5 separate regions of the Mus musculus genome follow, and regions 1, 2, 3 and 4 are each linked to region 5. A link is a contact called in public Hi-C, HiChIP or PLAC-seq and promoter capture Hi-C data. All regions are on one chromosome and are shown on one strand. Each heading gives the region's core, a stretch centred on a gene start, on an enhancer-like site or on the middle of the called end of the contact. The rest is flanking DNA. Distances are from core to core; before and after follow the strand shown.

The links. Promoter capture Hi-C pulls out the DNA fragments that hold promoters and counts their contacts. A called contact is a pair of places that touch in the nucleus more often than the background predicts. HiChIP or PLAC-seq counts read pairs in DNA pulled down with a chosen protein or histone mark.
Region 1: a contact with region 5 is called in an H3K4me3 HiChIP or PLAC-seq map of forebrain, with 6 times the contacts expected there. The contact joins the enhancer-like site here to the promoter of Elfn1 in region 5. A contact is called at or near these places in 7 of 39 promoter capture datasets (the 3T3-L1 cell line, hippocampal neurons, liver and 2 more), 9 of 484 Hi-C or Micro-C datasets (the N1E-115 cell line, bone marrow-derived macrophages, cerebral cortex and 5 more), 18 of 115 datasets of contacts at active chromatin or transcription factors (CD4 single positive thymocytes, SST interneurons, VIP interneurons and 14 more) and 1 of 9 other capture datasets (embryonic stem cells).
Region 2: a contact with region 5 is called in a Hi-C map of cerebral cortex, with 2.7 times the contacts expected there. The contact joins the enhancer-like site here to the promoter of Elfn1 in region 5. A contact is called at or near these places in 14 of 39 promoter capture datasets (the 3T3-L1 cell line, 3T3-L1-derived adipocytes, the C10 cell line and 10 more), 5 of 484 Hi-C or Micro-C datasets (cerebral cortex, cortical neurons and nephron progenitors), 10 of 115 datasets of contacts at active chromatin or transcription factors (the 230-238 cell line, craniofacial prominence, embryonic basal ganglia and 6 more) and 1 of 9 other capture datasets (embryonic stem cells).
Region 3: an H3K4me3 HiChIP or PLAC-seq map of forebrain shows a contact between it and region 5, with 9 times the contacts expected there. The contact joins the promoter of Nudt1 here to the promoter of Elfn1 in region 5. A contact is called at or near these places in 15 of 39 promoter capture datasets (the 3T3-L1 cell line, the C10 cell line, the HPC-7 cell line and 11 more), 2 of 15 datasets of contacts at CTCF or cohesin (the NIH/3T3 cell line and large pre-B cells), 4 of 484 Hi-C or Micro-C datasets (the HL-1 cell line, cortical neurons and embryonic stem cells), 33 of 115 datasets of contacts at active chromatin or transcription factors (the 230-238 cell line, the NIH/3T3 cell line, VIP interneurons and 18 more) and 4 of 9 other capture datasets (adipose tissue, embryonic stem cells, liver and 1 more).
Region 4: a promoter capture Hi-C map of stem cell-derived epiblast-like cells shows a contact between it and region 5, with 6 times the contacts expected there. The contact joins the promoter of Snx8 here to the promoter of Elfn1 in region 5. A contact is called at or near these places in 20 of 39 promoter capture datasets (the 3T3-L1 cell line, 3T3-L1-derived adipocytes, the C10 cell line and 13 more), 4 of 484 Hi-C or Micro-C datasets (embryonic stem cells, forebrain, myocytes and 1 more), 11 of 115 datasets of contacts at active chromatin or transcription factors (the 230-238 cell line, SST interneurons, embryonic basal ganglia and 6 more) and 1 of 9 other capture datasets (embryonic stem cells).

The regions. Positions count from the first base shown.
Region 1 is chr5:140,190,734-140,196,165 of GRCm38.p6, reverse strand. It overlaps Mad1l1 (MAD1 mitotic arrest deficient 1-like 1), which reads left to right. Exons shown (of 18, transcript NM_010752.3): 11 at 2,108-2,252. Among named protein-coding and RNA genes, the nearest start is that of Gm16120, 15 kb to the left of the region's middle. Within about 2 kb of position 1,800, at least 47 of the 459 cell types and tissues checked have an H3K27ac peak or open chromatin away from gene starts, as enhancers often do. A contact at or near this core is called in the N1E-115 cell line, VIP interneurons, cerebral cortex and 4 more, where this site is marked.
Region 2 is chr5:140,246,309-140,252,507 of GRCm38.p6, reverse strand. All of the region lies in intron 10 of Mad1l1 (MAD1 mitotic arrest deficient 1-like 1), which reads left to right. Among named protein-coding and RNA genes, the nearest start is that of Gm16120, 41 kb to the right of the region's middle. Within about 2 kb of position 1,942, at least 23 of the 459 cell types and tissues checked have an H3K27ac peak or open chromatin away from gene starts, as enhancers often do. A contact at or near this core is called in cerebral cortex and cortical neurons, where this site is marked.
Region 3 is chr5:140,328,469-140,333,981 of GRCm38.p6, reverse strand. It overlaps Nudt1 (nudix (nucleoside diphosphate linked moiety X)-type motif 1), which reads right to left and starts at 2,122. Exons shown (of 5, transcript NM_008637.2): 1 at 2,027-2,122; 2 at 1,509-1,559. It overlaps Mrm2 (mitochondrial rRNA methyltransferase 2), which reads left to right and starts at 2,084. Exons shown (of 3, transcript NM_026510.1): 1 at 2,084-2,129; 2 at 2,713-3,002; 3 at 5,202-5,513. The coding sequence starts at 2,122.
Region 4 is chr5:140,385,702-140,391,782 of GRCm38.p6, reverse strand. It overlaps Snx8 (sorting nexin 8), which reads left to right and starts at 2,475. Exons shown (of 11, transcript NM_172277.3): 1 at 2,475-2,635. The coding sequence starts at 2,542.
Region 5 is chr5:139,904,240-139,909,803 of GRCm38.p6, reverse strand. Elfn1 (leucine rich repeat and fibronectin type III, extracellular 1) reads right to left here and starts at 1,938. Exons shown (of 2, transcript NM_001384186.1): 1 at 991-1,938.

The DNA.
Region 1 (5,432 bases), core at 551-3,050, 290 kb before region 5:
TGGCTCTGTTTTCTGTGGTCATGCTGGTGGCCAGAGCAGGGTTCCCTGTGACACTTCACAGGACTAGGAGTATCGCAGTCCCCTGCTGAAGCATCATAAATGTTTGACTCTCATTCACTTTCAAATTACACTTTAGCTGTTTAAATGATTTTACTGAGTTATAATTTACAAAACCCTGTATTCACTCAGATGTGAAATAGACATATTTGCAGGGGTGTCTGCCTGACAAAAGTGTTATCTGCCACCCTTGTGAATTCAGATTTTCTTGAAATTGTGTAATCAAAGCAAACAAAAATAATTGGATGCAGAAGTAATCTGAGCTGCAGGTGTCTCTTGCAGGCCCCGCCCCAGATTGTACATTTTCAAAGTAGCTTCAGTGTTCTGGTCATGGTTACTTTGCCTGATGCCCTGCTTGTGTGTGTGTGTGTGTGTGTCTGTGTCTGCCTGCCTGCCTGTCTGTCTGTCTGTCTGTGCATGATTGGCCTGAGACATAATCAAGTAGTCTAGAGAGCTGGCCAACAAGTTTGCAGGATCTGTCTGCCTATCTCTGCTTCATATCTTTCTTAACATCACTGGGCTTACAGGTATGTCCTGCCATGCCCAGCTTATTGATCTGTGATCCAGCTGAGGATCCAAACTCAGATGTACATGTTTGAAAGGCAAATGCTTTATCCACTGAACTGTCTCCCTAGCCCCATGCCTCGGTTTGCGAGAGCTTTTGGCATCTCCTCTGGGAAGAGGTCTGTGACTGACAGTGCACACTCTGTGCTCCTGCAGTGGCCATCTTGGTTGGGGGGTTGGTCGGCCCTTCCCCCGCTGCTCCTATCATCTGACCTGTTTCTTTCTGCTGCTATGGCCCAGTGCACGTGTGACAGGGCACCCTGTGGGTATTTGATGAGATCCTTGCCCTTGCTTTTTGTGCTTTGCCAGGTTCTCTGTAAGACCAGTGACAACAGAGGCTGCACTGGGCCTAGAGGGCTGTCACTGTGGGACTAGAGGGGTGGTAGCAAGGGTACTTTCTGATGGTCTTTGCTCAGCCTGGGAGTGACCAGTGGCCCTTAGAAGCCTTAGTCCAGAGGTCTGGGCCTCTGATGTTGGCAGAGACAATTGATTAAATTGTGAAGTTGTTGGAATGTCATAGGGAAGGAAGTAGCCAAACCAAAGAGGCCACAGGGACGCAGTAGGAAAGCAGATATTGTAAAGGGAAGCCAGGCTTGGTGGCACAACCTGTAACCCTGTATTTTGGGGGAATACTCAAATAGGAGATTAAAAGCTCAGGTTCAGCTCTGGAGGCTTAGTGAGATCCTGTCTTAAAGTATAAAATAAGAAGAGGGCTTGGAATGTAGCTTAGTGGCAGAGCACTTATTTAAGACTGTTCCAGTGAGGGTCTGGGAGTGTGGCTCAGTGGTAGAGCACCTGCCTAGCAGGTGAGGGGCTGGGGGCGTGGTTCAGTGGGAGAGTCCCTGCCTAGAATCTCCAGAGAGAGGCTGACAGCCCTCCCTGCTCAGTGACAGAGGTCTTGATTAGTATGCCTGAGGCTTTGGCTTTAATCCTTTATACTGCAAAAACACATCCATACATGTATAAATAGGGAAAGGGAAAGTAGAGGAGGTCAGATGCCATTGTCTGGGTATGTTCTGACATCTGTTATCACATGGCAGGCCTAGTACCCAGTGTGAGCCAGGACTTTCTCCTTCAGAAACTCTGCAGGCCCAGTGCTTGCTGCGGGGGCTGTTCTCCACACCCGCCCTGTGCTGCACATCTGTGCAGACTGTGACTCACATGGGAAGTGCTTGCGCTGGCAATTTAGCTCATTCAGAAGTGCCGTCTTGAAGCGCCTGTGGCTGACAATCTTTCCCATTGTGTGTGGAGTTGCGCTTCCCTCCCCCTCGCACCGTGTTCTGGGATCACCCTGGGTGTCTTTGAAATCCAGAACCTCCTGAAAGGCACTAAGTAGCTATTCAGGAGCGAGGAAACGGACGAGGTATTTGCACGTGCAGCTCTATTTTAGGATGCCCCTATGGGATACACAGTGGGGAGTGTGGCCTTAGTTATGGGGGATGGTCATGCCAGGCCTCATGGATCTACCATCTTCCCTTCCCTGCAGTGCCCGGGGTCTGGAGAAGGTCCAGCAGCAGCTCCAGGATGAGGTCCGGCAGGCCAATGCACAGCTGCTGGAGGAGCGGAAAAAGAGGGAGACACATGAGGCACTTGCCCGAAGGCTCCAGAAGCGCAATGCATTGCTGACCAAGGTACAGTTCACCCAGTGTGACTGAGCTCACCCATGCCCACACAGCCATGCCCATACCGCCTGGCCTTTCCTCTCTGGTTGCTCATCTTTCTGCAGACCTCTGTGAAGCTGCATGTGCTTGCCTGTGGTCCATAGCTTTACGTCTCCAGTGGGTATCCCACCTACCCTGGACCCCAGGCCGGGCCCAGTGCTGGCTCTTCCTAGCTGCAGGCTGCAGCAGAACAGTTCAGTTAGGCTGTGTGCTCTAGGTCCACACTTGAGAACACACTTTCGAATGGCAGAAGGAGCCATCCAGAGCCCGGAGCTAAAGTATACAACCATATTTTAGGAGACTGAGGCAGGAAGGGGGGTGGTGAATTGAAGACCAGTCTGGGCTCTGTACCTTGACTCTCTCAAAGCACAAGACCAAAACCAGTCTCCCAGACTCACTTTCTCTGCATGTCTTGACCTGGACTGGTGCAGCACCTCAAGGGAGTGTTTCCTGTAAGCTGGTCTTCTTAGTGGTGGCCAGCCTTCTTGCCCTGTGCTGCTAGCATGAGCAGAGGAAGCAGGAGTGGGTTTCATCCCAGCATGATGTAAGGATGGCCACCTGTGTACAGAACTAATGGTGTGGGTCCTCACAGTGATGTGTATCTCATGGACTTTGAGAACCTAAGAAAGGACCAGCTGCATCTGTCCCCAGGTACATGAAGATCTAGCATTTGTGTTGGCCTCACACACTTCTTCCCAGGGCTGGGGCAGGGCTGGGCCCTCTTTTCAGCCTTCAGGGTCCCTGAAGGTAGCCCAGGAAAAGAAGTGGCTAGATTGTCTTCTCATAGCAGCTTAGTTCCAGCCTTACACCTTGGCCTAGAAGATGCTCAGCGTATTGGCATAGTTATTTTCCTGCCCAGCGCCTGTCAGTGTTAAGCCTATGTGATGGGAATATGTGGTCATGGCCCTCAGACTTGACAGTGCAGTGGACAAGAGCAGAGCGCTCAGCCATACACTCAACCAGCCCTGACAAAGACAAACACTGCTGTGCGCACTGACACGGGAGGAGCTGTCGGAGGTGAGACTTAAGCAAAGACCCAGAGGATTTACTGTTTACCGGAGCAGTGAAGAGAGCTGTCCCCATCCCCACAGAGATATGGTTCAGGGAAGAAGGCTGTCACAGAGCTGCTGTTGATGCCAACATTGCAGGTGCATGCGGGGCAGGAGGTGGCGGATGTCCTGGTCTGCGGGCCCATGGGCAGCTCACTGTAGTGCTAGTGCAGGATATTCCTGTGTGGTGTGAGGAGACAGTTGGCCATGGGAAAGCAGAGTGTGGTGGGAAGGGGATCTACTTGAGAGACGTCCTTAGTGGGCGAAGTGCTTGTGTCCCTTGACTTACTGTGTGATGAAGAGAGAGAGGTCGGTGCTGAGAATGGAACTGCTCCCTGTGACCTCAGAACCGTTGCTCAGAGGGATAGTCCTGCTGCTCCAAGCACTGCTGAGGCATTAGCACACCAGCCGTCTGAAGCCCAAGGAGGCTCTGCAGTGCAGGCCCAGGAGGCGAAGCTGCCTGTGTATGGGTGGGGGACATGGAGTTAGCACCTGCCCTTTTCCTGCTTCTAGCCAGCCTGTCTTGCTTCCACTGTCCTGCTTCCAGCCTCTGGACTTCTGTACCCTTTCCTGGCTCCTTGGAGAAAGTGCTCTAGGGGCCACAGCTGTCTCATCTACTTTGTGGAGAAATCAATGATCTGATCTGGGTATGTGTCTGTAGTGTGCCCACATATGTACACCCACATGCTCTGGGTGTTTCTTGTCGACTGGGTTCCATAACATTTCCATATGTGTATGCCCATGTGGTTGGGACATTTTTTGTTGGCTATGTTTGTCCCGTGGCTGCTGTGGCTGCTGTAGCTGCTGTATTATCACCAGAGCTGCTGTGAACTTGGTGGCTCTTTAGGCTTGGTTTCAGGCTTGGGTGACAGGATTGCTGTCAATGGTGCTGATGCACTGTGACCTTTGTTGAGCTCCCATGGTTCCCCGAACAGATGCTGTGAGGCTTGTGCCTAGTGTGTTATGTGGGCACCTCTGTCCTTGACATTTCCACCTGGTGCTCCCAAGTCAGGAAATTTCCACTCTCCTCCCTGAACATGGAACTCCCAACGGCTCTCTGTCCACAGTGGCCTCACCCTGACCCATGCTGCACTCTTGGCCTCACTCTGAGTCAGTGGGAAGGTAGCTATTGATTGCCCGACACTGACTGATTATCTATACTAGCTGTCCCTCTGAGAGATTCAATGGATCAATACCCATTGCCTTCCCAGCCCTGGGTCTGGGATGTAGGGATTTGACTTGCTAGCCAGCCAGAATGATGAAACTATTCATTAGGCTCGTCTGGTGAGGCACCAAGGGTGTTGCCTGATTTCACAGGCATGGTATAATGTCCTCTGTGTTACCTACCCGTTAAACACCTGGCTGGGGGGTATCTTGGACTCCAGCCTGGCTTACTGTAGTGGGGGAGTGTCCCGTCTTCACTGTCTCAATGGAAGTTGCTGTTAGACCTCAATCTCTAGGTCTGCTCACTTCTGCCTGACCTTGCCTCTGTGCACCTCCAGCCCAGCCTCCTGAGGGGATGATGTGGGTCCTGTCCAACACCCATCTGCACAGCCTGGAACCAGCTGTGCTGCTCTTTCTTGGCATCCCCTCCAAGGGCCTCTGCCTGCTTCACATTCCAGTTCAGTGCTTGGCATGCGCAATTTTGTCTCGAGACTTTTATTAAGCAGCTCCAGTCTAAGGAGTTAATTGTTACTGATAGCTAAGAGTATAATTACCTTGGTAAAATATCATGACTATTTTAAGCAATTGAAAATTGGCTTCTGGCACTGGGTGAACACAAACCATTTTCCTATTTGAGGCATGCTATTTCCAGTATGCACTAATATTCTATACCATAGTTGCAGAATCATATTTATAGAATGTAAGCAAGATTTTATTTTTATTTTTTTAATGAAAGAAAACCTTCCACTTCCCCTATTTGGTCATCCAAGGTCCCCAGGGTAGCAGTCACTAGGGACACACATTCTAGAAAGCAGGCCTGGAAAGAGGTGGGTTGCTGGGCCCTTGGTGGTCAGTCCCATCTCAGTTAGATGGCAGCTGCAGAGGTCACTTGATTGTCATGGTGATGTCCTGCCTTAGGGCCCCTCAAATTGTTTCC
Region 2 (6,199 bases), core at 693-3,192, 340 kb before region 5:
TCCCATCAGCTTGAGAATGGGGTGTTGTGATGGCTCTGGCTTCTTAGGGACTTGTGGTGTTGTCTGTGGCTTGTAAGCTCATCTTTGTCTCCCTTCCCTGCTGTCCTCTATTCTGTCACTTTGGGTCCCTGTTTTTACCAAGTGTGGCAGCAGCAGAGCTGGGGACTTAGTGCCTTGCATTGCCTTTGGCTGGTCTGCAATTTGGCACCAGTAGTGTACGTAGCATCTGTCAGCTCTCAGCCACCCCCAGCCTACCTGCTTCAGCCTAGGGTAGCTGAATGGCTTAGCATTATAAGTATAGCATTTGATTGGAGGCCACACCCTCATTTCTGTTCAGAGCCTAAGCAATAAGCTGTCCCCAGTTTCCTCTCATGTGGTACATGGGAGGCATTCTGTGCCAGACCTGAGGCTGTGCCAAGTGGGAAGAGGCAGAGTTCCATTCTGGTAGGGCTTTGTGTGCACTGGGCCTCGGCACAGGTCTGGCAGTGGCAGTGTTGGGCAGCAATGGTGTCACCCTGGGCCGTCTGCAGAGACGCAGGGTGCAATGGAGGCAGGTGAGGGGGCAACATATAACTATGCATGATGAGTGCCCATGCATGTGGGGTGCGTGTACTTGTGTGGACAGGGACAGGTGTGGAGATACAGAAGCATGGAACTTGTGTAAGCTGTATGCATTCCACCGGCTATAAAAGTTGTTGAGGGAACATTTCTTAGCAGATGCTAAGATGTTTTGTTTAGATCCTGTAATACCAGAACTGGTATTAAGCAGCTTAAAATTTGCCTTGGAATGTGGAGAGTGGCTACCTGAGTCTGAGCACTTTTCTCGTGCCTTCTGCAGCACTAGTGACATAGAGCTCATGGCTGTCCTGCAAGGAGTATGCTGCTCTTAGCCACCTGCAGACCCAGGAGTGCCTGGCTAGGACTCATGGTCGTCTGAGGATGTCTGACTCTATGCACGTTTACCTCCTACCCACACATCTACCTTTCCCTTCCTTGTGACAGTGGGCTCTGTGGCCTTTCTTTGGAAGCTGGAGTGGCTCAGCAGGGAATCCCTCTATCCTGATTCTCTTTAACTTTTTTTTTTTTTTTTTTTTTTTTTGAGACAGGATTTCTCTGTGTAGCCCTGGCTGTCCTGGAACTCACTCTGTAGACCAGGCTGGCCTGGAACTCAGAAATCCACCTGCCTCTGCCTCCCGAGTGCTGGGATTAAAGGCGTGCGCCACCACGCCCGGCTCTCTTTAACTTTTATGTCAACTGTGGGTCAACACTGAGCCTGCCTCCCAGAACCACTCACATAGTAACCTGGGCATGGCTATGCAGGCTGCCCACACCAAATTGATCTGGTCTTGTTATATCCCAGACTGCAGAATGCACTAGGCATTGTGGTATTTGACTAATGGGCTAGTCCAAGCTCAAGACAGTTTACCTACCAAGTAATGGCTCCTACTTACCATCTCTTCCTCTGATATCCCTATCAGACAAAGGCTTTGAGCATGGCTGTGTAGCAGTGTTTTGTTAGTTCCTGTGTACAGGTTGTCACCTTCCATCTGGTAAGTTCAGGTTCCATAGAACAGGCCCAGAGTGCTGCTATTGAGGTTTAGGGACCCAGTGGGCTGATCTCTGATACTATTCCTGCTTATACAGTCCCCTTATCACACTGTGTTCTGAAGGGGACATGAAGGCAGGCAAGTTTAACTGGAGGCTCCCACAGTGCCCACCATAGCTGGGAATTCCTAGCCTCTCTGTCCGAGCCTGATCCCCACCCCCTTTAAGATACCCCCCTCTTCTTGCCTGTGTGTGTTTCCTTCCTTCCAGGAACAGAACCCAATAGCACTGTCAAGAGCTGTCTGTGCTTGAGCCGGGCCAGGTTTATGCTCTGAGCATAGGGCAGCTTCAGAAGGCTTTGGCAGCTGGCTGCAGTGCCCAGCTTTGGACATGAGATGGTGCCTGCAGCATTTCGAGCCCTATCTGCTCACTCCTCAAAGCTTCCTTCCATAGCCTCCCCAGTGGAGGCATCCAAACCAAGTCTATAAATTTTGTGACCAGTTAGTAGGAGAGAGAGTGGAGAGATAAAGAGAGGCTGGAAAGACCTTGAGATGGGTGGGCATCTGTCATAGGTGCCTACCTGGAGCTCACTTCTGCTCTTGAGCTGTATAATCTTTACCTTCCCATTCTTTGCTGGGGTGGGCTGGTGAGTCCAGGAGGGAGGGAGGGAGGGAGGGGGAGACAGGGGGGGGGAGAGACAGAGAGAGAGAGAGAGAGAGAGAGAGAGAGAGAGAGAGAGAATGTATGTGTGTGTGTAGTGATATAAGCCCCAACCCTAGCTTGGCTTTGGCTCTGTTTAAGACATTCCTGTTTCAGGCTGCCTCTCTTCTACTGCTTTGCCTTGAGACCAAGTCTGGGTACCCACATCCCCAAAAGGATGGCCAGTGCATCCTGGGATACAGAGCAAGGCTTGGGTCCTTTACTGAATTTGTGGAGATACACAGCTGTGAGGGTGAAAGGCCCCTTGATGATAGGCCCTGTGTGTGGTGGGAAGATGTGCATACTCCTTCTTCAAGGGCCAGGTTGCTGTGCTCCAGGCCTACCCAGCCCCAACCACCCAGTCATGGAGTTGGGGAGGGCCAGCGTTCCAGACCCGGCCCTCTTAGTCTGCTTGTGCTGGCTCTTCAACTAGGGGAGCTGCGGTTAACATTTCTCACCCACACGGACTGTTGCTCTGTATGTCTTGCATATCCATATTTAAAATGGTATTTACATATTCATGGGTTTTTAAATAAGCTCTTATTGTTAAGGAATGTAGAAGTGGATAAAATGTGAAACTCCCTCTTTTATTCAAGCACCAGAGAAAACGTCACCCCCATCTACCCCAATGCAATCACTTTCTGAGTGCTTAGCTCTGTTGCCATGGGAGCTGCCCTGTCCCATGGTCCTCTCTCAATTCTGCCCAGCCCGTGTCCAGCATACAGCATACAATACACAGCATGGCTCACAGCATGCCCACAGCCATGTCCTTTTCTTGTCATACTCTGGATCCCTCTGATGTGACCCTTACTTCCTGATAGAGTCCTGAAGACACCATCCCCATTTTTCCCCTCATTCATTTGTATGTATGTGTACATGTGTGTATATGTGTGTACATGAAGGCCAAGGGTGTCTTCTTCCATTACCCTCACTTTCTGAGACAATGTCTTTTGCTTGAACCTGGAGCTCACTGATTTAGGTAGACAAGCTTCTCCAGTGTCCTGTCTCTTCCTTCCCAGCGCTGGAGTTACAGACATCCACTATTGCCCCTGGCTTTTTGGAGGGTTTCAGTGATCCAAACTCAAGTCTCCTGTTCCCACATCCTCCTGCCCCCCCCCTTTTTTTTGGAAGAAAAATTAAGACAGATAAAGCTTGTCGTTTTAGAAGTGGCAGAGTTAGAGATGCCGTTGTCATTACGTGTCCCTGCCTTGGCCTCAGGTACTCCTTGTTCTGCAGCTGGTGAATAGGGATTTGAAGGACCAGTGTCTTTGCACTTTCCTTTTCTATAGAGACAAGAAGCAACCACTCCCTTCTCCCTCCATAGTCCTATAAGGGTCATGGGCCAGACAGACCTAGTAGGACTGCCAGTTTTACATCTGGAGCTGTCTGAGCCTTTGCTTCTGGGATGTCTGTCTGTAGGAAGCCCATTGGAGAGCACTGTAGACGGAGAGAGTGGAGGAGCCAAGGAAGGAAATTTAGTGGACTAGCCTTGGCTGGGGTGGGGGGCAAGTTGAGTAGGCATTGGGTAGGTTCCAGAGATCCATAGAGGTGTGGCTGTGCTCTTCTGGTCAGTGGCTGGCTAGCACGAGGCAGCGGATCAGTGCAGGGCTCTAAGGTTTGAACAGTAAATACTTGGCTGGAAGAGCCTTTAGGGACTCTTAAGAATTTGACATCACTTTGACAGAGGCAGACTTAATACGCATAATTTCTTGTCTCTGTCCTTTACATCCCTTTCCTAAGCATGACATCATGTTTGGTCAACTCAGTGAGGCCTTCTTGTAGACCATGGTGTCTGGGAAGCCCAAGGAGACAGCAATAGACATGATTGTATCAGTAGTAGAAAGCAGATGTGCAGAAAACAGTGTGTAGGAAAGAGCAACTGAGTAGTGCCATCTGCATTCCACATAGCTTTAGGAGTCTCTGCTGAGGCTGTAGCCCCTGGGAACCGCTGAGCATTTGACACCCTTCCCCTGCCAGCAGCTGCAGGCCTCACCTGAACCGCTTAGCAGCCTAGTCATGACTGGAATGCAGGCATACTGTGGCCATTCCTTGGGACTCCTTTGGAGTGGCATCACTTTGCCTGTCACCAGAGGGCAGTGAGAGATGCCTCCCTTTGTCAATGACTGGAAGGTGGCATTGGCCAGGTTACTGTTACCTGAGCTGCTACTAACTAGGTCCTTTGTATAGAGACCCTAACTCTGGCCTGGCCTATCTGGCTGGCTTGATGTGAGTGCACTGCAGTTCTCAGGGCCAAAACCAAGGGAGGCAGCCATTCTTGATGAGGGCAGAAGTGCTTGCTGGGTTTAGGGCTGGGCAGCTCTCTTGCTTTCCAGCCTTGGTTACAGACCCATGAGCCTGGAAGAGGGTTGTCCTGTGGCTCAGGGTCCCAGTTCTAAGCACTCCCAGCTCAAGGCCAGTCTTTGCTTGGCTGTTAGTGCCCTTGGTTTGAGGCTGGAATGAGTATGCTCCATATCAGGGCATCTGTCATATGCCTCTGAGGGGTCTCTAGGGCCAGCTGTGTAGCTGGGGAGAATGGGAGCTGTGGCTCATAAAGGGCCTGTGGAGATTCATGACCCTTAGATGGCACACTCCTTGTCTTCCAGCCAGTCCCTGTGGCCATCTGGGTCTGAACACGGGCCTGTCTGTTATCTCTGTCTCACAGTGTCCCATTGGGCAGTACTTTTTCAAGCCAGATCAGTCAAGGCTTTCTCTGGGTTATGAGACCTCCATTCCTGACAGTTCTTAAAACCTGGGCCAATAGACACAGTTTTTTATAGAGTGTTGGTGTTCCTGAGACTGGGAAATATGGCACTGGCCCTCGTGCTATCAAGCACTGCTCATTCATGAGCCAGCATGAGATGGAGGTGGCGTGCAGTAGAGCTGTGATCCCTATCAGAAAGGAGTTCCCTGTGATGTGGAAGGATAAACAGAGGATCAGTGGGAAGGCTGGGAAGGGTAAACTTGGGGGTCCCCTTCCCAGCAATGCTTCCTTCACACTTGCCGGTCCCACAGGTTCCCACCTAGCTGCTTAAGGAGACCGTCGGGGAGACAGCTGAGGCTTCATCAAGGCCCAGACTAGTTGCCTTTCCCTCTTTACCAGTGCACTTGAGTTGCAGCAGAGAAGTGGTGGGCACATTCAGCTTGCAACCCTTGGTCCCGTGTCAGTGCTGTTTGGCATCTGGTTTCAGGAACCCAGCATAGCAGTCACTGAAGACAAAGTATTTATAATTGAGACTTGCATCAGGGTTTATCTTTTTTTTAAAATTAAGATTATTCATATATATATATATATGTGTATATATATATATACACACACACACATATATATGTGTGTGTATGTATGTATGCATGTATGTAGGTTTAAATAAATAAAATATGCATGCCAGGCATGGTGGTATACACCCTTAATCCCAGCACTCAGGAGGCAAAAGTGGACAAATCTTAGTGAGATTGAGGCCAGCCTGGTCTACATAGTGAGTTCTAAGCTAGCCAGCAGGGCCACACAAAGAGAGACCTAGCCTCAAAACCCCCCAAAAAAATGGAAGAACAAAGTAAAACAACAAAAAACAACAGCCTTTCCCCCCAAAAAACCAACACAACAACTTTAATGTGCCAAGCACAAACACACACATATAATAATTAATAAACATATACAATTAATATTTATGTTAAATTCTTTCATTTAAAGTCACTTATTGTCTATGAATATATAAAGTACTTATGTATCACCCTGCCCTATCACTCTTGCTTATCTCCCTTCCTCTCCTGTTGAACTCAATGTTCTTTGTAGTTAGCACCTGCGGCATTCTAATGTCTTTACTCTTTTCTTTGTGACCTACTGAGTTTGTCGAGTGAGGCTTATTTACTGGAGAAGGACAACTTTGTAGTGTATAGCACTGAAGGACATCACCCTCTCCTGGTGTAGCAGTTACTTTTCTGTTGCTGTCGTGAAACA
Region 3 (5,513 bases), core at 873-3,372, 420 kb before region 5:
AGAGGCTGCAGTGTATAAGAAAAGGAACTTGAACAAGGGCTGGAGAGATGGCAGTGGTTAGGAGGACTAGCTGCTCTTGCAGAGGACTGTGGTTCCATTTCTAGCATCCACATGGTGGCTCACGACTGTCTAACTCTGTTCTGATGCCCTCTTCTGGCGTCTTTGGGTACCAGGCACACATATAGTATAAATGTTAACAAAACTCCTGTATTCCAGCTGGAGAGATGGCTGCTCAGTGGTTAAGAGCACTGGCTGCTCCTCCAGGGGCACCAAGTTCAATTCCCAGCAACCACATGGTGGCTTGCAATTGTCTGTAATTCTAGCTCCTGGGGATATGGCCCCCTACACAAACATACATGGAGGCAAAGCATCAATGAACATAAAAAATAAATATTTTTTAAAAGCTATACACCACCTCTGGATGGTTTTTTAAAATATTTATTTGTTTGTTTGTTTGTTTATTATATACACTGTAGCTGTCTTCAGACACTCCAGAAGAGGGCATCAGATCTCATTACGGATGGTTGTGAGCCACCATGTGGTTGCTGGGATTTGAACTCAGGACCTTTGGAAGAGCAGTCAGCGCTCCTAACCGCTGAGCCATCTCACCAGCCCCCCAAAATAAATATTTTTAAAACCCTATACGTTCTCGAATAAAAAAATCCAACAACCCTATATGTGCACAATATAAGTTAAAATTTAAAAACAGAATAAGAAGAAAGGGAAAGAAAAGGGACCCGGAAGCTTAGGCCTGGTGCTGAGGTAAGTCAGGAGAAGAAGTGGGCTTAGCATTGGCCTGTGTTCTGACTTGCCTGTGCCTGAGCCTCTGGCTTCCTGACTCAGCAAAGTCAGCCATCTCTTATTAAGCACCGGCTGTATACAGCTGTCTTTCATAGCCACAGGATATCCACAGGATATCTTTCATATCCACAGATACCAGGATACCTTACCCTTCCATGGATACTGGGATTAAAGTATGATGAAATCACTTCTTTGAAATGGCATATTTGCCTGTAACTTACAGACATCCTCCGGCCCACTTTACATGCAAACTATGTAAATTGTTTTCATGTAGGGAGTGATGACAAATGTCCTCACATTCCATACAGATGAGTGATTTGTTTTGCAAGGATTTTAAACGAGACAGAGTTGTGCCATGTTCTCCATTCTGGACTTAAACTCACAATCTTCCCGCTCAACCACCTGAGTGTAGAATGACAGGCGTGCACCAGCGTGCTCAGCTCCTTGTCTCAGTGAAATGAGCAGTGAGGACATAGATTGGAATCAGGTAGAATGGGTGTGGCTATGGCTCTGTTGATTGGCATTGCTTCAAACAGAGTCCCCATACTGTTTCCCTTTGCAATGGAAATGGGAGTGGGTGGGTAGGGGAGTGGGGGGGAGGGTATGAGGGACTTTTGGGATAGCATTGGAAATGTAAATGAGGAAAATACCTAATAAAAAAAGTAAAAAAAAAAAAAAAAAGACTAAGAACAGAGTTTAAGACTTACTTTCTTCGTTTCTGAGGCGAAAACTAGTGCTCCGAGGTCAAATGGCAGAGCCTAGAAGCAAACAAGGGTGTCCTGGTAGCTGTGATAGGTGGTAAATCGGATGTGTGTCAGGGAACTTTGGACAACCTTTGGTCTGAATTGAGGTCAAGTGTTGCAGGTGTTGGAGACAATGCACATGGAGTGCAGAGCCCAGAACCTGCCTGCAGGGGGCACTCTGCAAATGCCGTTCCCTAGCCTCCCCTCCCAGGGGCTATGGCCGGTACAGACAGGCTGCAAACTGCCCATGCATCAGCTTACCGCCCAGGTCCCCTCTCCCTCTCATTTCTGCTCCCTACTCTCTGTAGTTTCCCTGGTCTTCCCGACCTCAGGCCTGCCCAGTACCCCAGTTTTCCTGGTGGGTTTGAAGCTGCTCTCTAGTCCTTCTACCCCTTCTCTCCCCAGATTTTCCCTGGCACCCCACTCCCGACCTCCAGCGTCTCTCCCGCACCCAGATCTCATTCGCCCGGGACCATCCATACCTTCGCGCCCCAGCCAAAGTTTCCCGGGGCGGAGCCTCGCGTTGGAAGCGAGGGCGGGACTTCCGGCGGCGGGAGGAAACCACCAGCAAGCAGCAATGGCCGGGTGAGTGAGTTACGGCGTCTGCCTGCGCTAAAAGGACGTCTTTGCATACAGGAACGGAGTGGATGACAGTAGTAGGGAGCTCAGTGAATTGTGTTGCAGAGGGGTGCTGGCGACCTCCGTCCCGGGGAGCGGGACACGGGTGTACGATGTTTATTCATGTACAGACGTGAGTGAGTGAGGCTTGCAACATAGAAATAGGTGTATGGGCTCCGTGGATAAAGCTGTGCATTCGGGAGGATTGGGGTTCGGATCCCCAGAGCCTACAAAATACTGGACATGTGTGCTGACCAAATGTAACCCCAGTGCTGGGGAGGCAGAGAAAAGGGGTCCCTGGAGAAAGCTGGCGAGATAGACTGGCAGGTTGGCGACCTTACATCAATACATAAGGTAGAGAGCAAGCGAAGGGGACGTCCCTTCTCTACTTTGGACCCCCATACACAGGCAGACACATGTGCACATACATGCTAATACACATGCGTGCATGCATATCGCACATACATATGCAGAAACAAAAAGGTTGAACCAAGACTTTCTTGCCTCTCTGTGTAATGCCCACCCGCTAACTCTTTTTTCGTCATTTCAGGCATCTGAAGCTGGTAGGCGTTCCCCTTAAGGTTCGGAGGTTACACACAGCAGTGTGTCACTACAGGGGCCGGACCGGCGCTGAGCACCTGTGGCTCACGCGGCATCTAAAGGATCCGTTTGTGAAGGCCGCAAAGGTGGAGAGTTACCGCTGCCGCAGTGCCTTCAAACTCCTGGAGATGAATGAGAAGCATCAGATCCTGAGGCCCGGTCTCCGGGTGCTGGACTGCGGGGCAGCTCCGGGAGCCTGGAGTCAGGTGGCAGTGCAGCGCGTCAATGCCACAGGCGCAGGTGGGACCTGCTGGACTCCCAGCTCCTCTGACTACTGCTAGTGAGCAGCTCTTACCTAGAGACATTGTTTGAGGCTCTTTCTAAGTAGGTTTAGAGATGAGAGTTACAGAAATACGACACAGGCTGGGTACAGGACACAGCTGCTAAGTAAAGTCAGGCCCCGCAGGCCTACGAGGTGGAGGCAGGATTAGAAGTTCAGGGTCATCCCAGCTACATGGTATGTCTGTACTAGAGAAAAAAAAAAGGGCAGAGGTAGGGGGTTGGGAAGGGAGCACAGGGTGGTGGTGATGCTATGAAGATGGGTTAGTCAGCAGTGGTTCTCACTCTGGGCTGTGACCCACTGGCTTGGTGGTTGAATGGTGCATGCCGGTAAGGCTGACAAGCTTGAGTTCTCGCCCCAGGATTTACACTGTGGACGGGAGAATTGACACCAGAAAGTTGCTGTGTGGACTCCACAAATGTGCCGTGGCGTGTGCTCACTTGCTTATATACCCTCTCACATACATGATTAAATAAGCAAAATGTTTAAAAAAGAACAAAGAAGAAAACCACAGGAGTTGGCGGACAGCCTGGGTTCGCACTATGTCCCTTTCTCTAAACAAAACAAAAAGCCCCAGAAAACTAAACAATAATGGCTTCCTTTGCTTTCTGTTGCTGTCATAAGCACCATAACCAGACACTGTGAGTAGGAAAAGGTTTCCACCTGGGCTGGGGGTCTGGGCCCTGTAAGAAAGCAGGCTCTTCGAGCCAGGGGAGCAGGCAGGCTGTGCGAGCCAGGGGAGCGGGCCAGTCAGCAGCACCCTCCATGGCCTGTGCATCAGCAGCTCCTGCCTCCAGGCTCCAGCCTTGATTGAGTTCCTGTTCTGGCTTCTTTCAGTGACAGTGATATGGATGTGTAAGTCACGTAACCCCCTTCTTCTCCAACTGGATTTTTGGTTATGGTGTTTCATCACAGCAGTAGAAACTCCAAGACAGCAGGGTTTGGGGACAGGACTACTAATGTGTCCCTGAAGCCTAGGAGCTCTTGGAGGTCCCACTGGGGCCACTGGATTCCTTACTCTGGGAATGTGATAGGCTGTGTACTGTGTGTGTGTGTGTGTGTGTGTGTGTGTGTGTGTGTGTGAAATGGTGCCCAAATAGGAAAGAGAAAAAGCGAAAAAACAGCTGCATCTGTGACATTGCCCAGCTGTGGTGGCTATACCTGTGACCCTAGCCCTCTGGTGGTAGAGACAGGAGAACCAGGAATCCCAGGCCTGAGTCACACAGTTCTCAAAGAACCAAGAGCCAAAAATGAAGGGCTTGGCTCTCAGAGAGGACTCAAGTTCAGTTCCCAGCACCCACATCAGGCAGCCCCTAGCCTCCGTGATTTCACATCCAGGCCTTGAACTGGGCAGGTACCTGCACTTGAGTGCACATTCACACATATGTAAATAAATAATACATCTGGAAGACAAAACAGTAGAGCATGGTCTCACATGGTTCTAGCCCTTTAGAGGCAGAGGCATCAGTTCTCTGAATTTGAGGCTAGCCTGGGCTATATAGTGAGATTGTCTCAAGGAATAAAAAGCAAACAAACATTAAAAACCAAAAAGGATTGTTGGGAGCTGGGTATGGTGGTGCCCACCTGTAACCTCAGGTACTCACTGGGTTAAGTCAGGAACTTATTATGTTTTGGGCTAGCCTGGGCTACCTACTAAGATTCCCATTTTAGAACCAACGCATACTAAATAAAATAAAAAATCATTTGGAAGAAGAGTCCTTCTGTGGGAGGGGAGCCTGGGGTAGTGAACTGACAGTGAAGTGGGATTCAGCACCTTGGCTGCGGTTCACCTCGGCTTGTCACTCTCCACGATGGCAAGGCCATTTCCTTTCTAGGTCTCAACTTCCCCAGCTATGCCAGGGGGAGTAGAGGACACCCTACACTCTACTACGTGTCTTTATTTATTTACTTATTTTTCAACTTTGAGAGACGAGATCTCACTTGGTAGCTCAAACTAGCCTTGAACTTGTGACAGTCCTCCCGCCTCAGGCTCCCAAAGTGCTGAGGTTATAGCCTGTGCCATTATTACATCTAACTCATGTGCCTTCATACCAAAGGTCTTTTGCGCACATACATGCATGGGTGCCTGACTGCCTTTTGTGACTTGTTTTTTGGTAGGGAGATTCATGGTTTAATAACACATTGTGTTACTTCCTTAGATTCCAGCTCTCCTGTGGGCTTTGTGCTTGGGGTCGATCTCCTTCACATATTCCCTTTGGCGGGAGCAACTTTTCTATGCCCTGCTGATGTGACTGACCCCAGAACTTTCCAGAAGATTCTAGAACTGCTTCCCAGCAGGAGAGCAGATGTGATTCTGAGTGACATGGCACCGAATGCCACTGGGATCAGAGACCTCGATCACGATAAGCTCATCAGCTTGTGCCTTACCCTTGTGGACATGGCTGTGGACATCCTGCATCCCGGAGGGACACTGCTGTGTAAAACCTGGGCCGGAAGTAAAAGCCACCTGC
Region 4 (6,081 bases), core at 1,226-3,725, 480 kb before region 5:
GCTATGCAGGCATGAAGATATCAATCCTGCAGGAAAAAGCTAAGTATGGTGGGAGTTGTAGTTTCAGAGAAGACAGGCTCATCCTTGGAGCTTGCTGGCCAGACAGCCTACATGTCCAAGATGGATGGCTCCTGAGGGGGAATAAATCTTAGGGGTTGTCCTCCAAACTCTACACACACACACACACACACACACACACACTCACTCACTCACATGAGTTTAAGGTCATCCTCAATTACATAGAGAGTTTGAGATCAGCCTGGACTATAAGAGACCTTGTTTTCCAAAACATACAAAAACCTTAATTCTTTTGTTTTTGTTTTTCGAGACAGGGTTTCTCTGTATAGACCTGGCTGTCCTGGAACTCACTTTGTAGACCAGGCTGGTCTCAAACTCAGAAATCCGCCTGCCTCTGCCTCCTGAGTGCTGGGATTAAAGGCGTTCGCCATCACACCCAGCTCTACCCAAACTTTTGAACCACTTTTGCTGTGGGGTGTTTGCCAGAGAAGACTGCTCTGGCTTAGGCTTAAGCCAATAGAAAGTATTAGCCCACTGGGGATTACACTGACGGGATCCCAGTGTCACACTGAACCTCTCTTAGGGTGAGCTTTTAAGCATGAAAACCAAATATGTCTGGGTTGACATATTTCGGTTAACAAGGACAGTTAGCCAGAAGCAGAACTACAGAAGCTGAAAAGCAAGCTTAGCACTTTCCCAGAACTATGGGCTTTGATGGATCAGGTCTTCATTTTTGGCAGGTGGTGTTTTGTGCTGAGTTTTATAGCCTGGATACTCCTTCCATGATGGAGCTAAGATCTGGGGCTCTGTTACACTTCTACACAATAGATTGTAGTCCTGGAAAATAAAGGGAACTAGACGCAGCTACAGCCAAGCTTAGGGCTTTAAAAACTTTAGAGGCACCAGCAGGGAGACTGAGAGGCATCCTAGGGCTCCAACCTTGGAGCCTTCAGTCCACTCCATGGAAATCATTAGACATCAATATCTGGAGAGGCGAGGTCTTTACTGTGAAATAAGAAAGGCCTTCCCTGATGGAGTCGAGACAGGGTTTCTCTGTAGCCCTGGCTGTCCTGGAACTCACTTTGTAGACCAGGCTGGCCTCAAACTCAGAAATCCACCTGCCTCTGCCTCCCGAGTGCTGGGATTAAAGGTGTGCGCCACCACACCCAACTGTTCTGATGGAGTCTTATTAATAACCCTCTTCTTCTCCCAGATATTTTTTTGCTTTTCCTTTACTTGAGATAATGTATCTATATGCAGTTTAGGTTGCCTTTCTTTTTTCTTTTTCTCCTTCTTTCTTTTTCCTTTCTTCTTCTTCTTCTTCTTCTTCTTCTTCTTCTTCTTCTTCTTCTTCTTCTTGTTCTCCTCCTCCTCCTCTTCCTCCTCCTCCTCCTCCTCCTCCTCCTCCTCCTCCTCCTTCTTCTTCTTCTTCTTCTTCTTCTTCTTCTTCTTCTTCTTCTTCTCTCTCTTCCTCCTCCTCTTCTTCTTCCTCCTCCTCCTCCTCCTCTTCCTCCTCCTGCAGTTCTAGACTCAGTCCTCATATTCAGCCCCGGGTCAGACACTGCTCCTGTGTGCTCTTACATCCTTGCTTCCCTCTGTCAGTCAGAGGGCCAGGCCTGGAGGTATGTATGTTCAACTTAGCTCCTAGGGAGGCTGAGGCAGGAGGATGTTCTGCCTTAGCTACAGAGTGAGTTCAAGGCTAGCCTGGCTAACTAGACCCCGAGTCAAAATAAATACATAAAGCTCAACGTCCTGGTGTGCATCTTCAATCCCAGCACTCAGGAGAGAGAGGCAGGCAGATCTTTGAGTTTGAGGCTAGCCATAGTGAGTTCCAGGACAGCCAGGGTTATATATTGAGACCCTATCTCCAACAATATACAAATAAATAATAAAGGGCTGGTGATACATAGCACAGTGGTAGAGGGCCAGCTCAGCATGTGGGAGCCTATGGGCTCAATCCCCAACAGAAAGGAGAATGGCCTGGTTATCTGCAAACAATTATGGAATGTTGTTCCTCATCAGTAATCTTCAGAGACCTATTATAGTCAGAAGACCTACTCTCTAGCCATGTTTCACGCTCCAAATCCCAGAAGGTACTAGAACACTGTTCTAATGTCCGTAGCACCTTTCACAGGGGCTGCCCCGGAATTCACAGAGCATGTGTGAGTGGGCAAGCGAATGCAAAAATGAATGGCAGCGTGGGTCAGAGGGTGGGCAAGAAGATGAGTAACAGCTGCTGGCTAAGAGCGGGGAGGTGGGTGCGCACTGGAGGGAGGTGGCACTAAGCAGCTGGGGCGGTACTCGCGCTAGCACTCAGTCTTGGACCAGAGCTGCTGAACGCTGCCCCGGCCGCGGCCACGTGGTTGGGGCGTGGCTCGTGGGTAGGGGCGTGGTCTTACTGCTTGGGGTGAGCGGAGGGGCGTGGCGAGGTTGGCATGGGCGTGGCCACGCCGGACAAGAGCTGGCGTGGGCGGGGCTGGCCGGGCGGGCGCGGGAGGAAGTCACGTGGGCGAGCGGGCTCACATGACTGGCCGCGCGATGGACCCGCTGCCCTCGCCGGCAGTCGCTGCAGCTGCTGAGGCGGAGGCTGACGAGGAGGCGGATCCGCCGGCGACAGGTAGGGCACGCGGCCCGATGGCCCTGTGCGGAGAGCCAAGTGCTTCACACTCGGGGACCACCTGTCAGTGCCACACCTCGCCTGGCCGGGGTGGGGGGGTGGACATTCTTGGGGCCAGCCTCTTCCCGCTGCTCCCTGGGACGCTGCTCTTCAGCCCTCCGTTAGCGAGCGGCCGTGTGGAGTTGCACCTGGGTCTTTTCTGACCCCACTTTGGAGACGTGGTCTAGAGAGTGGTTTATATTCATGTGTGACCATGTCCAGGGAAAGGGATGTGTCTTTGGTATCAGACTCTTTTTCCTGGGGTCCCCGGCTTTGTGGACTGTGGGGACGCATCCATGTGGCCAGAGGCGCAAGGGTGGAGCTGGGCCTGGTGTGTGCCAGCCAGGTCTGGCCAAGTGTCGCTGAGTATGGCCATCTAGAGCATTGGTGGAAAGACAGGTTCTTCTCTTGGGACGAAGGGTTTAGGGTAGTACTTTTAACCCCAGGGGAGGGAGGAGGATGTCAATGAACGCCTCTGAAGAATGGAGAGAAGGTGAAACTCCCCTCGGAGTTGGTCAACAGTCTTTGGGTCTTGTTGGGTAAAACATTGTATTTTTGAGGTTGTATGTTTGAGCCACCACTTAAGTCCCTATACCTGGGCGCCTTGAGAAAGGGAGACTGATCCAGAGCTACTTATGCCTTTTAAGAATGCTTTTTTAAAAAAATATTTCTAACTGTGTATATGTATGTGTGTGTGTGTGTGTGTGTGTGTGTGTGTGTGTGTGTGCGCGCGCGCCCTTGGAGGACAGATGTGTTAGATTCCCGAGAGGCCAAAGTTTCACCTGCCTGTTAGCCACTCAGTAGAGCTGCTGGGACCCAGACTCCTGTCCTCTGCAAGAGCTCTGGAGCCTGTGCTCTGAGCCCCTGCCTGACTCATAAAGCAATTCCTTGTGGCTTGTAGCAGTGGTGATGGGTTAGAGCTCTCTTGGCAAATTTGGGATCTTCCATATTACTTCCTAGAGAACTCAGCTAATGGCTGACGTTAGGAAGGATTTCGTCTAGATTTTTGACAGATCTTGGGCAGTGGTGTGACTTGTGTGTTAGTCACAGCCATGTAGTCCTTCACGATTGACAGGCCATCCCAGTAGCCACGTAAGTAGGAAAATGGGTTTTTCAACCTGTCACTTCCTTCTGTATGTATGAAACTTGGCACCAAGCTGGTGATGTGGCGAAGGAGATTTTCTTCCTTCTGCAAGAAACTTAGTTGGAGTGTGTCTTGGTGGAGCCTTTGGCTGGATGGACTAGAGTCAAAACACCTTTGGGAATCACTCTTGGGAAAACGTATTCTTGTGTGTGTGATGTTCTTGAGAACAGTGTGGCATGGCACAGGGATGGCAGTCAGAGGACAGCTTTGTGGAGTCACTTCTCTCTTCCACTGTTCCTTGAGTTCTAGGGATGGAGCTTGAGGTGGGTGGGCTTGTGTGTGTGAATGCAGGTAGCCACTGAGCCCTCTCACCTGGTCCCGAGGATGGCTTTGCTTTCAGAGGTAAAGAGCTCAGGCAGCGAACTTTCACAGGTTGATTTTCACTTCACTTCCTCTTCCTCTTCCTCATCCTCTTCCTCCTCCTCTTCCTCTTCCTCCTCCTCCTCTTCCTCCTCACCTTTTGCCTAGTAGCCTCCACCTTCACAGTTGGCTGATTTTTGACATCTCAAAGGATTAACTAGTGTGACTTATGGGTACATAGCAGATTTCCACTTTGGCTACCCCTTCAGAGCTGCCGGTAGTAGTCATGCGTAAAGTAGTGTTTGTGTTTGTAGCGGTTTGGAACTGCTGGGAGGAAAATGGGCTCATTGTGGTTTTCAGCACACAGATCCATTATTCGAAAGGTGAACCGTGTATACGCTGCAGGAGATTGGTCCTCAGGAGAACTGAACTTAGTGTGCTGACCTGCCTGGTCTTGAGCTCATAGAGGTCAGCCTCTGTCTCCTGACTGCAGGGATTAAAGGCATGTGCCACCACAATCAGCCTTATTTGTTTATTTTTGAGACAGTGTCTGCTATGTAACTCAGGTTGGCCTCAAACCCATAGTCCTCCTGTTCTCCGTATCTTGTCTTCTGGATGCTGAGATTGTAGGTACATGCTATCACACATGGCTGCACCTTGTGTGAGCAGAGGTCAGTGGTCCAGAGCAAGTTACACTTGCCGAAAACAAAGTGTCACAGCCTCCATAGTCCGTGATGGAGCATTCACAGGCTGGCCTCCCTGTTCAGACGGTAGATAGCATCTACCTAAGCCAGCAACCCTAGGCTGACGGTTTCCATGTCTCTTTCAAGTTGCCTGGCTCTTTTTTGTCTGCTTCCACTTTTAAGGACCCCTGTGAATAGGGGAGGCACCCAGAAAATGAAGATTTGTGTTCTTATGTTCACTTCAGAACAGCCTCGAATTTCACTGTAATTCTAATTCCTTTTGCTGAGTGAAAGTAAGAACATCACCTTTTCTGGGACTAGGATGCAGACATCTTTGGGGTCTTATGTCGCGTTCATCACAAGAAGATATCCTAGGAGTGGAATTGCTGGCTTCTAGGATTTGCACACTTGCTGTCTTTGACTGATGGAAGGCTGGTGCCATGGCTCAGCCAGCAAAGGGACCTGCTTGGGTGTCCTATGTTTGATTCTCAAATGGGACGGATGGAGAGAGTTAAGAACATTTAATTTTGTTTTAATATCCATTATCTTGATTAGTAATGAATTTCAGTTCCTTTACCTCCTTCCTGGTGTGACTCAGTCTCTGGTTTGATTGAGTCTCTTCCTCAATGGCTCGTCACCTTATTTTTGTTTTAAAGATTTATTGGTTGGGTGGTAGTGACCCCTGCCTTTAATCCCAGCACTTGGGAGGCAGAGGCAGGCAGATCTCTGAGTTCCAGGCCAGCCCGGTCTACAGAATGAGTCCTAGGACAGCCAGGGCTACACAGAGAAACCCTGTCTTTTTTTTTTTTTTTTTTTTTTTTAATGTATACACCATTGCTGTCTTCAGACATACCAGAAGAGGGTGTCATGTGGGTGCTGGGAATTAAACTCATTACCTCTGGAAGAGCAGTCAGTGCTCTTAACCACTGAGCCATCTCTCCAGCTCCCAAAAATTTATTTATTTGAGTACACTGTTGCTGTCTTCAGACACACCAGAAGAGTGCATCAGATCCCATTACAGATGGTTGTAAGCCACCATGTGGTTGCTGAGAATTGAACTCAGGACCTCTGGAAGAGCAGCCCATGCTCTTAACTGCTGAGCCATCTCTCCAGCCCAGAAATCCTGCCTTAAACAAACAAACTAACTAGCAAACAGATTTTATGTGTGTGTGTGCACAGACGTATGTGTCTGCCTGTGCATACTTGGAGGCCAGAAAAGGGTGTCAGATTTTTGGAGCTAGCCTTATGGACATTTGTGAGACACTATAGTTGTTGTGAGG
Region 5 (5,564 bases), core at 689-3,188:
GGGATGGGGGTGCAGAAAGGATGTTTGGATGTTGAGACATCGACCTGGGCTCATGACCCCAGGTAGTCACAGTTCAGAGCAGGCTTATCTGGGAAGAGAAAAAGTTAGGGGAGTGGGAGGTGACACCTCAAAGTCTGAGGGGAATGAGTAGAAGAAAAGGGGAGGGCAGGCGACGGAATGGGACCCATGAAAACTGAGGAGGGTCAGTCTCTGGCTGGGGTCTGGAAGCACCTCGCAGCCAGTGGTTTTCCCAGTCCCTACAGGCTCTTGTCAAAGGCGCCTGTTAATAACTAGAAGCCAGTTCCTTCCAGGGAGCTGGACAGAGCCCCGGCACCCGGCTGGGGTGGGGGTGCGGGTCTTACATTACCCTCCCCACGGCTCCAGCGCCTGGAGACCAGTGTGCAGAACGAAGGCGAGGTCCCACCACCCACTTTTTCTCCTCTTTGAACTACGAGTGGAGGTATTCGGACTGGGGGGGGGCAGCTTCTGGGCCAACTTGGGGCACTAAGGCCGTCCCATGCACCCTACAGCAGACCGACCCCACCACGGCCTAGGCAGCACGCTCAGCAAAGTTTCGGGTCCTCGGTGGTGCTTCCTAATCCGAGGTGGGGGCAGGGGACCCAAGCCCAGGCGCTCCGATCGGCGGAGTCGGGAGGGAAGTTTGTCCAGCCAGAGATCGGCGATCGAGAACTTCGGGTTTTGGGAAGGCGGCTGAGTGGAGGGCGCCCTGGAGCCTCAGACTAAACGCGCTGCATCTGAAACCCCCCGGGTGAAGAGGGGACTCGGTCCAGGTGCGGACGGCCAGGACACGGCGAGGGGGACTGAGGCGATAGGGGCAACCAGGGCTGCGGGAGCCGTTGGGGACTCCCGCGCCACCCGGGAAGCCGGCGAGAGCGTATCCTTCCTGCCCCTCCCCCTCCAGGGGCGGGGACCTGTGGACCCCACGTCTGCGGCAGAGGGGACCACCACTCGCTGCACACCCCTTCCTACCTGAACGGGGTTGTGGCCCCCAGGGTTGAAGGCTCGATCACCGGCTAGCAGAGCACGCGCGCCGAAGTCCCCGGAGCGCCGCGGTGGCGGTGGCGGCGGCGGCGGCGGCTGCCCCTGCTTCCTCCTCCTCTTCCTCCTCGGGGTTCTTGCTGGCTCCAGACAGACCTCCTCCCCCTCCCGCGTTGCCCGCCCCTCCCGGAGCCCGCCGGGCTTGAGGATCGGCCTCTCGCCGGGAGCGGAGAGGAGCCTGCGGGAGCCGGGCTGCGGCGCTCACTGCGTCAAGAGCCGGGGACCGCGCGATCGGAGCAGCCCCGGACCGGCCGGGCAGGCGGGGCGGCCGCGGCGCCGGCGACGCCGAAGGGGCCGGGCGGCTCCGGCTCTCGAGCTCGGGAGCGGGCGCGGCGGCAGCGGCCGCGGCGACGCGAGGCGGTGGTTCATTTTGTGAGCGCGAGGCAGGTCGGACGTGGGAGCCGCGCGGGGAGGGGACCGGAGCAGGGGCGGGGGCCGCTGCACGTCCATAGGTTGCCCCGGGAGGGGATCAAGGCTCCCTGAGGGGAAGTTGGCTGGAGCCGGGGGGACATCTCAGGACGCCGCAACACAGCCTCGCCTCCTTTTCCTGGCTTTGCCTGCGTCCCCTGCCCGCGTCCCAGGCCACTGAGCTAAGAGCCGTGGAGCCCAAGTCCCCGAGTGTCATGGGGTTGGGACCCTTCGTGGCGATGGGAGGTGGGTACGAGAGGCAGAGATGTGCACGCGCGTACAGTCACGCCTGTGCACACACACGCACCCGCAGGAAGCCATGTAGAAGTTGACCCCGAAGTCAGACCCTATGTAAGCGCGCGTGTCACAGCTCCACCCGCAGGGACGATTGTTTCACGGGGCGGGCGGCGGGGAGGGGAGAATCAGAGATGGTACAAGGTTGTCAGGCCCTCCGAGATGCAACATTCTCTCTTCCCACCAGGGACTTGCTCTCTCCTAAGGTCACCGACCCCCTTCACAGTCCCTCCTCTCTGCATTGTATGTCACCACCCCCTTGGGCTGAGAGGCCGGGAGGCGTGAGATCAGCCTGGCACCTTCCCATTCCCGGAAGGTTCCGAGTAGTGGATTCCCCTCCCACTAGCCTCTGTGTGTGTGGGGGGGGGGAGTTAATGTGTGCTTTCCGGGGATCCAAGTCATCCCTCTGGGGCTGTCCACCCTCCCACCCACCCCCACCCCCCACCCCCATGGTTCCAGGAACACTGACTGAGCCCGCTGGTATCCCATTCCCTACCGCGCCCCTTCCCCAGGCGGTAGCTTTGGCCTTGGGTTGAAAATCAAAATCAAGTTCAAGAGCGCCCTCGCCGGGCTAAGGCCTTGCGCACAGCTTTCGAGCCTCCGTGCGCTTGCGGAGCTGAAGGACCCCCCTTTGGGCAGAGTGGGTGCAACCCTTTTTGGACGCCTCCTCCGAGCTGGAGCACTCTCAAGAGCCAGGCTTCGGGACACAATGCCAACGAAGGGGACTGGAGCCGCAGAGTGCAGCCAAGTATACATAGTAAGGGGCGAGGAGAGGCTGGGGGCGGGGACTTGTCCCTTGGGTTGCCAGACCACCAGGGACCAGCATGGGAATAGCCTGAACCTTGGAGTAGCGCGGCCAGAGGACCAGGAGCTTCCCGAGCTCGGGTCCTGTGGCCTGTCCTGCGACTCGACTAGATCCAGCCTGCAGCACCGGCAGGCAGCCCACACTTGGCCGATCCTAGGCTTTCCCCAGCCCCATTTTTCCTTTGGAACCCTGAGGAGTGAGATTCCAGTTAGGGACTGAGGGTAGAGGAGGCTCTATCGTCTTTCCGGTGGATTCTTAGACACAGAGCATGGTGGTCAAGGACAGAGCTGTGGGTCTACCCTTGCTCAGACCTCAAGAGAATCCAGCCGGGACTGAAGGCTCCAAAGCCTGCTTTTAGGGTAGCTTTTGCCGGGCCCTTCAAAAAAACAAAAAACAAAAAACAAGCCAGGCACCCCTCAAGCTGGGAAGGCCACAAGCTAACCCCTGGCCAGAGCCACGGGGATGAGGCCAGAGCTTTCTCCTGGTTCTCTCATCTCCCGCCCCGCCCCCATTCCTCCCTTCCTCTCCCATTCTCCTGAGCCATGTCACTAGCAGGCATGTGTACATGACCCAGGGTGGACACTATGTATGTTGCACCCACACGTTTGCAGAGCAGGTTCACACCTAACGGGCACACCCCATAATTCACCCCTTAGCCCACCCTCATGAAGAACATGAAGTTCTGGCAGAAGTTCACACACATCTTTGCCGACGCCCACGCCTCCCCCCTCCCCACAACCAGGAACCTTACCAAGAAGTTATAGAGTAGGGCTTCAGTCGCCAAGGCACCCCAGCCTGCTCCAGGGTTGCACAAACCCCCGGTCCATACCTGGGTTTCTGTAGTGGTGTGCGACTGCAAACATCATTCCAGAAAGGCAAAGATGTCTATCCTGGGGTCTATCTGACAGGGTCCCAACAAAGAGAAGAAAGCCCTCCCTCTCTTTTACCTCTTTGCCACCTCCTCCCCCTTTTCTCTTTTACATCTGCCTCCCCTCTCCCTCCTCCTCTTGTCTTCTTACTCTGTAGCTCAGGCCAGCCTGGGACTCCAGTGTCTAGCTTTAGACCCCTGAGTGCCAGAACTATAGGCATGTACCAGCAGGCCCAGCTTACCCTTGGCTTTATTATTATTATTATTATTATTATTATTATTATTTGCTCCCAAACAAGGTTCCTGCATATACATCTACTCACAACACACACACATGCAACATACACAGGCCTCCTTGACAAGGTTGCCTATAGACTGGGCCAGATGCAGCCATGACAGCTGTCTTTCCTGAGTTGAGGGTGAAGGGGCCTAGAACAGTCTGAGAGGGGTGGGCCCTCTCCAATTGGGCACACATGGGACCCCAAGCTAGAGCTGCCCACATGATTTCTGCAGGCTGACCAGAGGCCCAACCAGCAGGTCGAGATAACTTTCTATCCACTGAGATCTTACTTCTGCAGAAAGCTGGAATATGGAAAAGCATTTCTACACACTACAAAAATAAAAATGCCTAGAGAAAAAATTGGTGTCCATCCCTCTGATACCCAGAACTTCACAGTTCCATCCACAACCCCCAGAAGAGCCCAAAGCCACAAAAGAAACACGAGGGTCAGTTTCCTCATATATAAAGAGCTCTTACAACCCAATAAGAAAAAAATTGACAAGGACACCAAAAGTGGACAGAGATAACTAACAGAAAAGGAATGGGGGAAAGGGTTTCTTGACAAATGAGACATCACCACAGGAATGCCAGGGACAGCTCAACATGATGTTTCACCCCCAAAGGGTAGCAGGTTTCACAGCTACTCTGAGGCCATAGTAGACACTCTGGGAACTCTTGTGAGAATGTCCATATTCCGAGAAGCCACACACCCTTGTGCCTGGCATGTTCTTCTAGGAATGTGTCCTCTAGATGCTTGTCACGAATGAAAAGTGATATATGACTCCGTGCAAGGTTGTTTGCTGAGGCACTGTGTGTGGCAACAGCAGATTGGAAGTGTCCTAAATACCCACAGATGAGGGAGGGCTGAGATGCTTCGCAGCACAGTCAGCAGAGCTGTGTGGCCAGGAGACAGAGATTGGATGCTCTGAACCCAGCTCTGAGGCTCCCCTCTTACTTACCCGTGTATTTTCTTGTGCTGAAGACAAAAGCCAAGACCTTGCATGTGCTAAGCCAGCGGTTCTCAGCCTTCCTAATGCTGCAACCCTTTAATATAGTTCCTCATGCTCTGGTGATCCCTGACCATAAAGTTATTTTTGTTGCTACTTCATAAATGTAATCTTGCTGCTGTTACAAACTGTAAGGTAAATATCTGTGTTTTCCAATGGTCTTAGGGGACCACTGTGAAAAGGTCATTCTATCCCCAAAGGGGTCGTGACTCACAGGTTGAGAACCACGGTGCTAGACAAACATGTTTGCTGAGCCCTTCAGTGGGGGATTCTAGGCAGGGACTCCACTGAGCCACGCCCCCAGCCCCTCACTGGGGGATTCTAGGCAGGGGCTCCACCACTGAGCCATGCCCCCAGCCCCTCACTGGGGGATTCTAGGCAGGGGCTCTACCACTGAGCCACGCCCCCAGCCCCTCCCTGGGGGATTCTAGGCAGGGGCTCCCTTAGCTACTTTTTACTTTTTATTTTAACACAAGGTCTCACTAAGTTTGCTGTGCAGGCTTCAAACTCACTCTGAAACCCAGACTGCAATCCTCCTTATTTACTCTCTGGAGTAGCTGGCCGGACCTGCCTGTGCCAGCAGGCCCAGGTTCAAGACTTTCTTTAAAGGAGGAAAAATAGCAAGGACCAAAGCAGTTTATCCAGTCCATGATTGTTTTGCATCTGTTTACAAAAGGCAGGCAGGAAAGGACACTGATGTTTGCTCTGTTCAGGGATTACTTCTCTAGTTAGTTCGTGTCGGTTGGACGGAGGAACAGGAATTTACTTTTAAAATTATTCTTCAACCAGGTGTGCTGTGCAAATCTTTAATCCCAGCACTTGGGAGGCAGAGGCAGGCGGATC